Linked DNA regions of Sus scrofa: region 1 is linked to region 2. A link is a contact called in public Hi-C data. All regions are on one chromosome and are shown on one strand. The core of a region is the stretch at or near the end of the contact, and the rest is flanking DNA. Distances in the headings are between cores, read along the strand shown. Region 1 has its middle 82 kb from the start of FAM184A. Region 2 has its middle 140 kb from the start of MAN1A1.

Region 1 (6,284 bases), core at 353-2,852, 340 kb before region 2:
GGGCGGGGGAGTGAGGAGGATAAACTCAGAAGTAGTGGTGCACCCTTCCCGAGGGAATTTAAGCCTGAGCAAGGAGCAAGTTGTTTGGAGTATTAGAAGCGGCAACCTGGAGACAGGGCATGATTGGTCAGGGCTGCAGATCTGACCTTGTTTAGAAAGATCAAAGATGAGGTTTCCTGGTGGTTCAGCAGATTAAGGATTGGGCTTCATCGCTGATGCAGCTTGGATTCGATCCCCGGTGCCGGGGGAACTTCCTCATGCTGAAGAAAAGAAAAGAAAAATCAAGGAACGAGGAAATAAGTATAGAGCCTCGAGTTGGTTTAGCATTCTGCGGATTGGATGACCGGATGGACTGCTTTTTCTGATCAAGTGGAGCCTTTATTGGCACTTGAAAGTACAGGTTCATGTCCATAAACAGCTCTATCACTGATCCTTCAGTTACTCCTTTGGGTCCATCTGATTCCTGCTGAGACTGACTAATACAGTGCGTGCCCGGAGAAAAAAATATCGGGGAGAACCAAGGGGCTGGGAAAGGACAGGCAATACAAAAATTACAAATCACAAGGTGATTGATATACTTTGGCTCTCTGACCCACTGACTGGAATGTTTAGCAGGAAAGGCCCAACAGTTGTATTGACTAGCTCCTGTGGCTTTTTATTTTTAACAGTCTGCAAGTCTGGTCAAAAAGACATCACGCTGTGTATTCATGACCATGATTCTGGTCCACAGGTAAATGTGGACCAGCTATTAGGAGGAGTTACACATTGGAGATTTTGTCCAAAATGATGATATTAAGAACAATGATAGCAGGAGTAAGAGTGATGGCTAACATGTACTGTTTATAATATTGCTGGGCATCGTGCTAAATCTTTTCTGTATCATCTTCTTGCATCCCCACAACAGCTCCATGAAGCAAACACCCTAATTTACAATGAGGAAATCCAACTTGGAGAGGCCAAAAATTTGCTTAGGTACTCTGCCACCCCAGTCCTGCATTTGCAGCACCCCTCCCCTTTCCAAATCACGGCCACTGCCTTCCCAGGAAATCAAATACAGTTTCTCACCAGGATAGGAGAAGGTCCCCAAACTCTCATTAGAGGTGCTGAGATACCCTGTGGAATAGTGCCAGCCTCTGTTTCATGTCTCTTGCCTCCCTCAGCTGCCCTCAAAATGGGTCCCCTACCACCACCACCATCACCATTACGTTACCATTACCACAACCACAGCCACCATCATTACCACCACTGTAGCCACTTCCTCCTCCTTCTCTGGAAGCTTAAATTCTTCCAAGAAACTTCCTCATCCAATCCTGACTAAGGCGGCATTACGATGACTCCCCGTGGGTCAATTTCCTCTTTGCTGCTGCCTGTCTACACGGTCAGGTCCAGCTGCTCGGTATCTTCTTGCCCCACCCCTGCTCTGCCCCCAGGGTCTTCTCAGCCCTGGCTTTCCCCTCCCCCAGCACCACCCTATTGCTGCCTGTGTCAGTTAGAGGACTAGCCAGCTCTGTTCTCGCCCAACACAATCCTGTGCGCATCAGTCCCTCTCCTTGCCAGGCTGGGCTCCCGCGGAATTTTGGAACAAATTGACAAGTGACCACATGATGGCGCTATAAAGCTGCCAATGCTCTTGCAGAGTCGGCAAAGTGAGAAGCTCCGGAGAGTCAGGATCTGGGTTTTTCCGTTTTTGTCAACGTCAGAAAACTGAAAACTAGTAATGGTAAACAACCTCCAGAAAAATCTTAATATTATTTTGCCAAGGACTATTCCTTGTCAATGGAGTTTCTGTTTGTCACTGGCCAAACATCATCTCTCCTTTCTCAGCACACATCCTCACCTCCCAAGGCTCTCTTTGCCCTCAGTACATGTACATTTCTGTCCTAAATAGTCTGCCAGTTGCTACGAACCCAAAAATACACACACAGAGATTTAGAAAGATTAAAATGTTTTACCTAAGCAGGAGTGAAATAATTTCTCCTTTTGTTTTGGTTCATGATTATGCTAAATAGCTAGAAGTCTTTTTTTCCTCCCTTTTCACACGCGTAGCTGGGCAAATATGCACAAATAAAAAACTGCCCACATCTAGAAAAATCCCTCAGCTGCCCTGGCTGATTAGTCATTACATATTTACATAGCACAGGCAAGGTTGCCCAAGTAATCACACAAACATTTGCTATGTTCCTGTACCTTCCCTGGGGTGATTCAAATTCTTAGGAACTGAGATTTGTTTTGTGCTCACTTTTAAAAACAGCATGGGCAAGATTTACTTGAACTTCTTATTTTTTATGTGGCCAATTGATATCCTAATGTCCTTTGAGGTCTGTGTCAAAGACAGCAAAACGCAGTGGGAGAAATACATCTTCAGGATCTAGGTTGGGGAGGGGAATGACCTGAATCCTGGCTCCATCCTTACTTTATTTGTGACATTGGCCAAAAGTTCTCAATGTCTTTGACCTTTAATCTGCGTCTCTGTGAACCGGGGTAAAGAGAAAATGACTTCCGAGGTTGTTTGGGGGGATTCAGTGAGATAAGGTACATATGCCTAGGTGTTCCATCATTAGTAGCTAGCACTCCTGCAAGTAGATAGGACGATCACAGAGCATAACCTATGGTCTGGTGACTGAAATGCTGGGAAAGTGCCTCATGCTCTTGGGAAACCCCATATGGTGATGAAGAGCATCGTTGTTTGAGTCAAACTGTTAGATTCAAACCCTCGTTCTGCCATTTTTGTGCAGTAGATGAATTTGGAAAAGGTAAACAAATCTTTTCAAGCCTCCATGTCCCAGTTTATCCTAGTGACCATTACGGCCCTTACGACACTGAACGAGGTAATACACGGACTGTAGGTTGAATTGTGTCCCCCCAGTAATGCCCAAGTCCTAATCCCCAGTACCTGAAAAGGTGACCCTTATTTAGTAATAGGGTCTTTGAAGATGGTCCAGTTAAGATGACATCGTTAGGAGGGCCTTAATCCGAGACAACTGGCATTCTCACAAAAAGAGGAAATTTGGACAAAGATGCTCACACAGGGAGAATGCCAAGTGCAGATAAAGGGAGAGATGGGGTGATGCATTATAAGCCAAGGATGCCACATGTGGCCAATACACCCCCAGGAGCCAGGAGAGTGGCACAGAACAGATTCTTCCTCACAGTCCTCAGAAGGAACCAACCCCATAGAGACCTTGATCTCAGAATTTTAGCTTCCACAGCTGTGAGGTGATACATTTTTGTTAAGCCACCCAATCTGTGGTACTTTGTTCTGAAAGCACTCCCCCCAAAAAAAAAAAACTAAGACAGTGTTGCTGCACTAAATATACAAAAGCAGATTCCAATCAAGCTGCTGTTTAGATTTTGAAAACATTTAAAAACCTTGAACAAAGCATAAAGAACGATTTTTATACAAGGCAAAGGTGAAAGCAGAAAACATCCCTGATTAAATTGTGAGGTATTCTGGCAGGTGTCAGGCCCGCGGCCAGCAGGAAACAGATCAGCAGCTCTGGGGGTGGTGGGGGCGGATAGGAAATCCCTGGCACGCTCTTCATGCATTTCCAGAGAATGGAAGTTCCTTTCATGAAAAGCACACAATTCCTAGCAGGGCTCCTCGGTGGCTGCTTTATTTTACACTTGTCCTGTGACAGCACAAAAGAAGTAGTTTTATCCTTTCATTTCTTGGTGTGACCTGTCTCTCTGATGACAACAACTACCCAGAAGTCTGGACCGATCTGGCCTGTGACTTGATTTTGGATCTTGGCATTTAAACGCCTCTAAAACCACCTACACAGCAGCGAGGCTTACCCAGTTTCTGACTCACGGAAGCTGTTCTACAATAAGCATGTGTTGGGAGAATAAGTGAACTGCAAAAATAAATATGTGTTTTAATAATACTTGATTCTTGAACTTGAACCTAATGAGCTTGAACTCAGTGAACTTAAAGATCATTAGGACAGTCTCATGGGAAATACGCTTTAAAGAGTTTCAGGTAGAAACTCTTCGGCAGTCTTTCTCTCTGGAGAAATAAAAAGGACAAGCATTCCCTTCCTGCCATCCAGGCGGTGTACAAACAATCCCTAGAAATGAACTGTCTGGAGTCTTTTATTTCATAATTAATCCAGTTTTGCTACTTAGTATAAATAGGATGATGTTCAAGCTGAATGAAAGAACAGGAAAGTTTAGGGAATACAATCCAAGGAGGAGTTTAACTCCCTCCACATCTGTTACTCTATGTTGCTTTAAATTAGATTTTAAAATTAATTTAATTTTTCATTCAAAGCCGCTCAGCTTTCCCTCATCCCTTTCTCTTATCATTCAGCAGCTGGTTGTGTCCCCTTGGAGACCAAATGCTACTTTCTCTATCACCTGATAACTCCTTTCTCATCTTTAAAAAAATTTTTTTTAATTTATTTTTTATTTTTTATTTTTTTTTAATTTTTTGTCTTTTCTAGTGCTGCACTCGTGGCATATGGAGATTCCCAGGCTAGGGGTCAAATCGGAGCTGTAGCTGCCGGCCTACGCCAGAGCCACAGCAACACCAGATCCGAACCACGTCTGCGACCTATACCACAGCTCACGGCAACGCCAGATTCTTAATCCACTGAGTGAGGCCAGGGATCGAACCCGCAAGCTCATGGTTCCTATTCAGATTCATTTCTGCTGCGCTACAATGGGAACTCCATTTTTTTCTGTTTTTTAATCACTTAGCTATATTTCTGTAGGAAGAGCACAATACCAGTTGACAGGACTAGGCTTATGCGTACATGAAAAAGACAAAGCTCTCCCCCACTGATGTTAGAAAGTCCACTTGGTAATTCACCTCTTTCTGAAGGCACCACCCTCTTTCAAAATGCAAATACTCAAGGCAACACAACAGTGCACAACTTGATGCATCTTCACCTTTGTTTCCTTGTCTGGGAAATGGAGACCCAGCATGGGGATAACTATTTCCCAGGACTATTGTTGAGGATCATATTTTCATGTATTTACTGATAAATACTCAGTTTCCCACCAAGCAAGATTTTTTTTTTCTGTTGACCGCAGATATCATACAAGAAAACAATGGTAAAATAAAATGAAGGAATCAGGAATGAGGGCATTACCTACAATAATAGAAGGTCAAGACAAAATTAGGATACACATGGTGGGGGTAGGGTGGGATGGCTAAATGAGCTTTAAATATGACTGAGATTCTTGAAAGTTTGAGGGTCAGTTACATGATTTTCAGCATCAGAGAGAAGAGTAAAGCTTTTAAAAGATGGCACATGGAACTTGAATGTCCTTATCCCCATCAGCATGTGGTACAACAAGGTAATATTTTCATTAAGAATACACTCTCCCTGGAGTTCCCATTGTGGCTCAGGAGGTTAAGAACCTGGCGTAGTGTCCTTGAGGATGTGGGTTCCATCCCTGGCCTCACTCAGTGGGTTAAGAATCTGGCATTGCCCCACGCATCAGTGTAGGCTGCAGGTGTGGCTTGGATCCCATGTTGCTGTGGCTGTGGCGTCGGCTGGCAGCTGCAGCTCGGATTCGACCCCTAACCTGGGAACTTCCATATGTCACACGTGTGGCCATAAAAAGAAAAACTTCTGTAAGTTCTGGCCCCCAGGTGTCAGCCTTCGCCCCTTATCTTTCACTTACTGCTCTCCTCTACTTCCTTGCATCTCTGCGTTTCCTCCAGTGAACCTCGCAAACAGGAATAGCAACAGCACACAAAACAAGAACCATAAACCAAGAACCATGGCCTGTAGACATCCTTTTGTGCAAACAGACCCTGGGCAGGGGATGGTCAATGGTCTCCTGTTGCTTTTATACGAAGCCAGCGTCCCATTTAGGCTCTCCTATGTAAAGGGCTTCATACATGTAGAATTGAATCCATGTGTCATTTAGAAGCTGTTCAATAGTTGGAAAGAGGGAGACTGAAGACAAAAGTGGCCCCTTCCCCAGCTCTGCCTTGGCTCTAGGCTTCTGGCACTGTTGTTAAGGTTTCCTCCGTGTTCCTAACAAACACAGATCTACTTGGCACTTCCTTAGTCTACTTGGGCAGCTGTAACAGAATATCATAGACTAGGGGGCTTGTAAACAACAGAAATTGTCTTCTCACAGTTCTGGAGGCTGCGAAGTCCAAGATCAAGGTGCCAGCAGATGTGGTGCCTGGTGAGGGCCCACTTCCAGGTTCAGAGTCGGCTGTCTTGCTGTGTCTTCAAGTGATGGAAGGAATACAGGAGCTCTCTGGGGTCTCTTTGGTGAGAGATACCCGCACTCATCCTTTTCATGAGGGCTCCACCCTCATG
Region 2 (6,136 bases), core at 924-3,423:
GACTAGTATCCGTGAGGACACAGGTTTGATCCCTGGCCTGGCTCAGTGGGTTAAGGATCTGGCATTGTTCTGTCTCTGGTGCAGGCTGGCAGCTATGGCTCCAATTCAACTCCTAGCCTGGGAATGTCCATGTGCCATGGGTGCAGCCCAAAAAAGCCATTATTCTCTTTTCCAAAGTGCTGGGCAAATCTCAAAGAACTCTAACAGTCTCCTCACAATTTGGTAAAATATATACTTTTTTTATGGTTATTTAGGGGATAGACAACAAACATAAATTTCAATGGATAAAATGCTTCATCAAGATTAAAATTAAAACAACTTTTGGTTTCTTCTAAGAATGAAATAAACAAGAAATTTTACAAATATAAAATAATGAATGTACAGATCAATTAGATGCTGAAAGCACCATGTAATCAGAGGAAAGGTTAACTATTGAGAGAGAGTCAGGTCACAGGAACTACTTGGCAGTACAAAACAGTGAATGAACATTTTGGTGGATTGTGTCATGAGGCTGTATCAAAACAGAAATGTCAAAGTTCTCACTTAAGAGGTTGCTGTAGGAATGCGGAGTGCACAGCCTGGCCTATCCAAGGCAGGCCCATTGTTCACTTCTGGTTCTCCTTAAACAACCAAGTATCATGGGGGAAAAAACTGTAACTGCAATGTATACATCTAAGGATGACCTGACCCCCTTGCTGTACAGTGGGAAAATAATAATAAAAAAAAAAAGATTAAATATCAGACCCAAGAAAAAAAAAAAAAAAAAAAACAACCAAGTATCAGGTGAATAAATAAACCTTGAGACAGATTGCATGTATTTGAGAAGAGGCCATTCTGCTTTGTGGCAAAAGGCATCAAAATGCCTGGCAACATATATCAGTAACTTTTCAAGCATTTTTTTTTTTCCCCAGAGTGATGTGAATACAATCTCTCAAATTAACATGTTCATCTGTCAGCTGTTTCCAGTGAACATGGTTACCATGTCAGTGCGACTGGAGGAGAGAGGAGTGAGCAAGTGGGAAGTATAAAGCATTTGCATTTTATAAATACTTGAGTTTGAAAAGTACTGAATGCCAGCCACTTGTGACAGCCTCGACACCTCACATTTCATCCTATCCCCCACATTACCCCAATTTTCATTACCCATGAAAGGAGAAAAAGGACTAAAACCAATGAGTATTAGCAAAACAGACTCTTCCACTCTAAATGGCCTAAGCCTTATCATTTGAAACATCTTAAAACCAGGCTCCACGAAGTGCAAAATAATTCATGGCATGGAACAAACCTGTCTTAATAGAGGGTGAATAAGAGGATCAAATAGTGAGCTCTCTTCTCCTTCCTGATCCTGCGATTAGGATCCCTAAAGCTGTTCTGTTGTAATATTGAATTAGTACTTTCAGGTAAGAAAAAGGTTGGGTTAGAGTGTTTCTTTATGATAAATTACTTTGGGGCCTTTACTCCATGAGGAAGATTAATTATTTTTTCCATAAAAAATTCTCTCCACCATTCCAGCTCCAGGGGGAGAACTTAAAAAAGGAAGGAGACTTTGCGGAGAGCACATAGAAGTTTCCCCAGATATAGGTAATGAATATGCAGAGCTGAGCAAAGAACATTCTTTTCCCTTGGGGTTAAAAAGCAGATTTTCTCTTTTCTCAAATGACAACTAATTCTTCCCCGGTGTTAAAATCCTTTAATGTGTTAACTCACCATTATACCCTCTCCTTCGAAGACATACATACATAGTTCTACAGATAGATATTTTTTCTCATTCTTTAAGGCATTCAGGTGATAGTAGCAAGGGAGATGGCATTGAGGAAAGGCCTGGGGGGAGGGGCCTAGGTGTTACTTTTGTGGAAGGAAAATAAAAAAGGAGTCAGTATTGTTAAGAGACCTTTCTCAAATGGAGTCGGGAGACCCCTGAGGAAGTGTGACTTAAGCATGTCTCAGCCTGGATGGAATCTGACCTTTTGACCACTTATTGTCCTAAGGAAGGCATCCAGAAGATCTGCCAGAAACTCAAGATACTTATTGGACCCTCATCCTAAAATAACTCAAGATAGCTTATCTTCTCATTGGATCCCTACCCCCAAAATAACTCGTGACTCCTTAAGGACAAATATTTCCTGACTGTGTCAGAGTCAATCACAGTTCTCATGGGGCAACTCTAATAACCTTGTGGCTTTTTGCCTTTCTCAGCCTCTGACTCTTCCTCTTCCCCGAACACTGTTTCACTTTTACTGGAATCTGTGTCTCCCGAATTGCATTTCTTAAGAGCACAAATAAAGCTCTTTGTCCTTTACAGCCTCAGTAATGATTATTGTTTGACACCATTTATTGGCTGGTGGATTAAAGGAAGTGAGCCTGCTTGGTCTCAGTTTCTACATGAAACTGGAGATCTACTAAAAAAGGAGATTCACTTCAGAGGTCATATTGTGAGGAATAAATGAGACAACATATGTAGGAGAGGTTAGTAAGTTATAACACAATTATCAACTATTGTAGAGTAGGAATCCAAATAATGGTATGGATTTAGAACTCCTTTTATATGGTCAGAGTTAGAAACAGTTTACAAAAATAAGTCCTTGAATTGTTTGGATGCCATGTTAAAAAAAAATCTAAAAGTGATTAAATGCAATTTCAAATATTGTAAAACCCTCCTTAAGTATCTGTTCAATTAGAATAAAAGTTAAAAGAATTTAAGGGAAAAAAAAGGCTAAACTTTTAAGTAGTGACTAAATAGCCTCAAGACTTCAGACCCAATTATTTTAATTAAAAGCAAAATTTATTCCTAACATTTCTCCACACCATCCATCCCTCATCAATCAGATATTGTCAGCAGATCCTGTGCCACATACTATGTTTAGAAAAGAGTACAGGAGAAAGTACATTGGGTTGGCAGCAAAATTACTTCAGTTTGAATTGTGACCCCTTTTGCTTCTCTGCACCCTGGCTTACCCACCCACCTTCTCTATTCATCCAATCTCTTTATTGATCCAATTCTACTCAATCTTCAAATATCACCTCCAGTTCTTTCTCCTCCAATGAAATAATCAGTGGTAACTCCAGCCCTTAGCAGTCTCATTATACTTCAAAAACCTCTCATTTTGTACTTATTATGTGCTCCTCTGGGTGATTAACTACAATTTATTGTATACCTGAATTTCATCCATCCATCCATCCATCCATCCATCCATCCATCCGTCCATCCATGCATCCATCCTTTCCACAAATACAGATTAAGCACAATTATGTGCCAGGAAATGAACTAGATGATAGGTGTGCCGTGTCGTCATAGCACCTACCCTTGTGGTTCTTAAATTCTCATTCATAGTCTCCTAATTTAGAACATTGCTGTAGGGAGGGACTGTGTCATCATGGAATCATGGAATTTAGAACTGAGATATATAAGAAATGTAGACAGTTGGCCTTCTGTATTGTAGGTTCTGCTTTGGTGGATTTAATCAACTATGGATCAGAACTAATTTTAAAAAGAAACTAGTCTAAAGAGCTTCAAAAACAAACAAGAATTTGGCAATCATGGGCAACTATTTTCATAGCATTCACACTGTATTGGGTATTGTATAAGTAATTTAGCAATGATTTAATATAGGGGAGGGTGTTCCTAGGTTATATGCAAATACTGCTCCATTTGTATAATAGACTTGAATCCACAGATTTTTGGTAGCCTCATGGGGTTTTTGAACCAATCTCCCTGCGGATAATGAGGGAAAACACTGTCTATTCATCTATAACTGCCCAGTTTCTATTTCAAGCCTTTTACTGCCAGGATGACAAAAACTAAATGTCAGTGAATTCAGAATTGAGAAATTTCTCCTTCTCCAGAGAAGAAACCCAGGGTGATATCAGATCTCTAGAGAGTTTAACTTGAGCCAAGGCTCAGAGGTAGGGTTGGAGAGGGTGTGCTGCTGCTCCCTACCGTGATCTGACCACACAGGTATCTGCTGAAATGACCTTTGTTCCATTAGCAGCTTGGTCCATGGTCCACCTTCTGGCCCAGAAATGTCCTTTGTCTTTACCCATGTGAGTCCAGGCAGCTCTCTTTTCTGCTTCTGTGCCACTTCTGGGTACAGAACGTTCATTCTGTTTCTCCTGGAGAGACTGGAGGCTGACAGGCTGCTTAAGACGCTATTTGTCTAGACATACCACCAGGTGGCCATTTCTGCTCTGGGTTCTGCATCCTTCCTGGAGATCTATTTGGAATTATGCATAATCTCTCTCTCTCTCATCACTGTTATTAAAGTGCAACTGACAAACTATAAATTACATATGTTTAAAGTGTACAATTTGATATTTTCTGCTGTAGGTGTATACCTACAAAACCATAGCCACAATCCAGACAATAAACACATCCATCATTTCCAAAATTCCTTAAGTCCCTTTGTAGTCCCTCAGTTTGTCCTCTCCTCTCTGTCCTCTTGGACCTCAAAAGCCTTTATTAGGACCTCCCGAGAAAGCAGGTGTGGTGCCCTTTCTCTGGAAATCACCATTGCTAACTCTCCTTGTTTGCCCTCTGATTCTATTCCCTTGCTCAAGACCAGGAAACCTTTCCCCTAGCTGCAGAGGACATGAGACGAGAAGGAAGCCTTGCCCTTATTCATCATATTTTTTCTCAACTCTGTGATGGGCTGGGAGGGCCTCAGTTATAGAAACACAGAAGCCAGGGAAGGATTTTTTTTTCTGCTTTTAGATCATTTCTCTGAGGCAGTGATACACAGGTTGCAGCTGCTTTTATGGCTGATTGAAGGGTGGCTCAGAAGGGAGGAGTAAGCGTTTGGGGAGAGGGGATAGCAGCTAATTTTCCTGACATATATCCATAAAGCATATTCTTTTTTATTCCACTTACATGAAACCGTACATAGTAGGTAAGCAAAAAATGCTTGATAAGTGATTGATCCCAATGACCTGAATATCCATAGAAGCTGTAAAGGTGGTAGTATGCCCAATGAAGTGAGAGGAATAAACTTGAGCAAAGAGGTAAATGGCTTTTTACTTTTATTTTTTTGTCTTTCTGCCATGTCTTGGGCTGCTCTTGCGGCATATGGAGGTTCCCAGGCTAGGGGTTGAATCGGAGCTGTAGCCACCGTCCTATGCCAGAGCCACAGCAGTGCGGGATCTGAGCCGCGTCTGCGACCCACACCACAGCTCACGGCAATGCCAGATCCCTAACCTGCTGAGCAAGGCCAGGGATCAAACCCGCAACTTCATGGTTCCTAGTCGGATTCGTTAACCACTGAGTCACGATGGGAACTTCAAGATTTTTTAAAATGTATAACATAGTGGGTATGAATTTTTTAAAAAACTGATCTGTTTCATCTTTCTTTATGAGGATGATCAATTATGAGAAAACAATTGGGTTGGATAGGATGAACTCAGATATTCCTTCTCTGTAAGGATCCTATCATCCTAAGTATAACTGGGAAGTTGAAATATATGATCCCCCAAATTCCTAATTTATTTTATTTTATTGTTGTATGGACTGGATGAAGCTTATGTGCATTTTAATGTTGGCTGTAAGAAAATATGTACAGTTTTCCTAGGAAGAAATGTATAGTGATGAGTGATTATTATAGGAGTGGAATGCTTACCATTTGTCAGGACTAGAAAACAGCAACAGCAAGTTTATTGAGGGCTCTCCATCTGCCAGGTCCTATTTTGTTCAATATGTACCAACTCATTTTTGTATTTCAATAGACTTATGAGGGAGAAACTATTATTTTTTACATTCTAGAGGTGAGTAAACTAAAACATACATAGGTTAACCCAAGATCATACAACTAGTCCTTGGTAGAACCAGGATTCAAACCAGGTAGATTCAAGCTTGTAAGCATTATGATTTATGCACATATATTATATCATTTAATTCTACTGGGACTGCTTCTCCTGAGGTATTATTCCTACTTTATAGACGGAGGGTCAGTAATGTGCCCCAGGACAAAAATCTCATAATTTTTGGTGGGCTCAGGATCATAGCCATGGTGCGTCTAACTTTAAAACCCATGCTCTTTGAACTGTGTTTTTTTCTGGATATATGCCCAGGAATGAGATTGCTGGCTCATATGGTGGTTCTATAATTAGTTTTTAAAGGAATCTCCATACTGCTCTCCATAGTGGCTGC

Evidence for each region. Hi-C and Micro-C count contacts between places; a contact is called where the count stands out from the background.
Region 1: a contact with region 2 is called in a Hi-C map of subcutaneous adipose tissue, with 1.7 times the contacts expected there. The contact joins two enhancer-like sites. A contact is called at or near these places in 2 of 47 Hi-C or Micro-C datasets (embryonic fibroblasts and subcutaneous adipose tissue).

Annotation. Positions count from the first base shown.
Region 1 is chr1:42,919,024-42,925,307 of Sscrofa11.1, reverse strand. No RefSeq gene overlaps it. Among named protein-coding and RNA genes, the nearest start is that of FAM184A, 82 kb to the left of the region's middle. Within about 2 kb of position 1,602, at least 21 of the 83 cell types and tissues checked have an H3K27ac peak or open chromatin away from gene starts, as enhancers often do. A contact at or near this core is called in subcutaneous adipose tissue, where this site is marked.
Region 2 is chr1:42,582,733-42,588,868 of Sscrofa11.1, reverse strand. No RefSeq gene overlaps it. Among named protein-coding and RNA genes, the nearest start is that of MAN1A1, 140 kb to the left of the region's middle. Within about 2 kb of position 2,173, at least 4 of the 83 cell types and tissues checked have an H3K27ac peak or open chromatin away from gene starts, as enhancers often do. A contact at or near this core is called in subcutaneous adipose tissue, where this site is marked.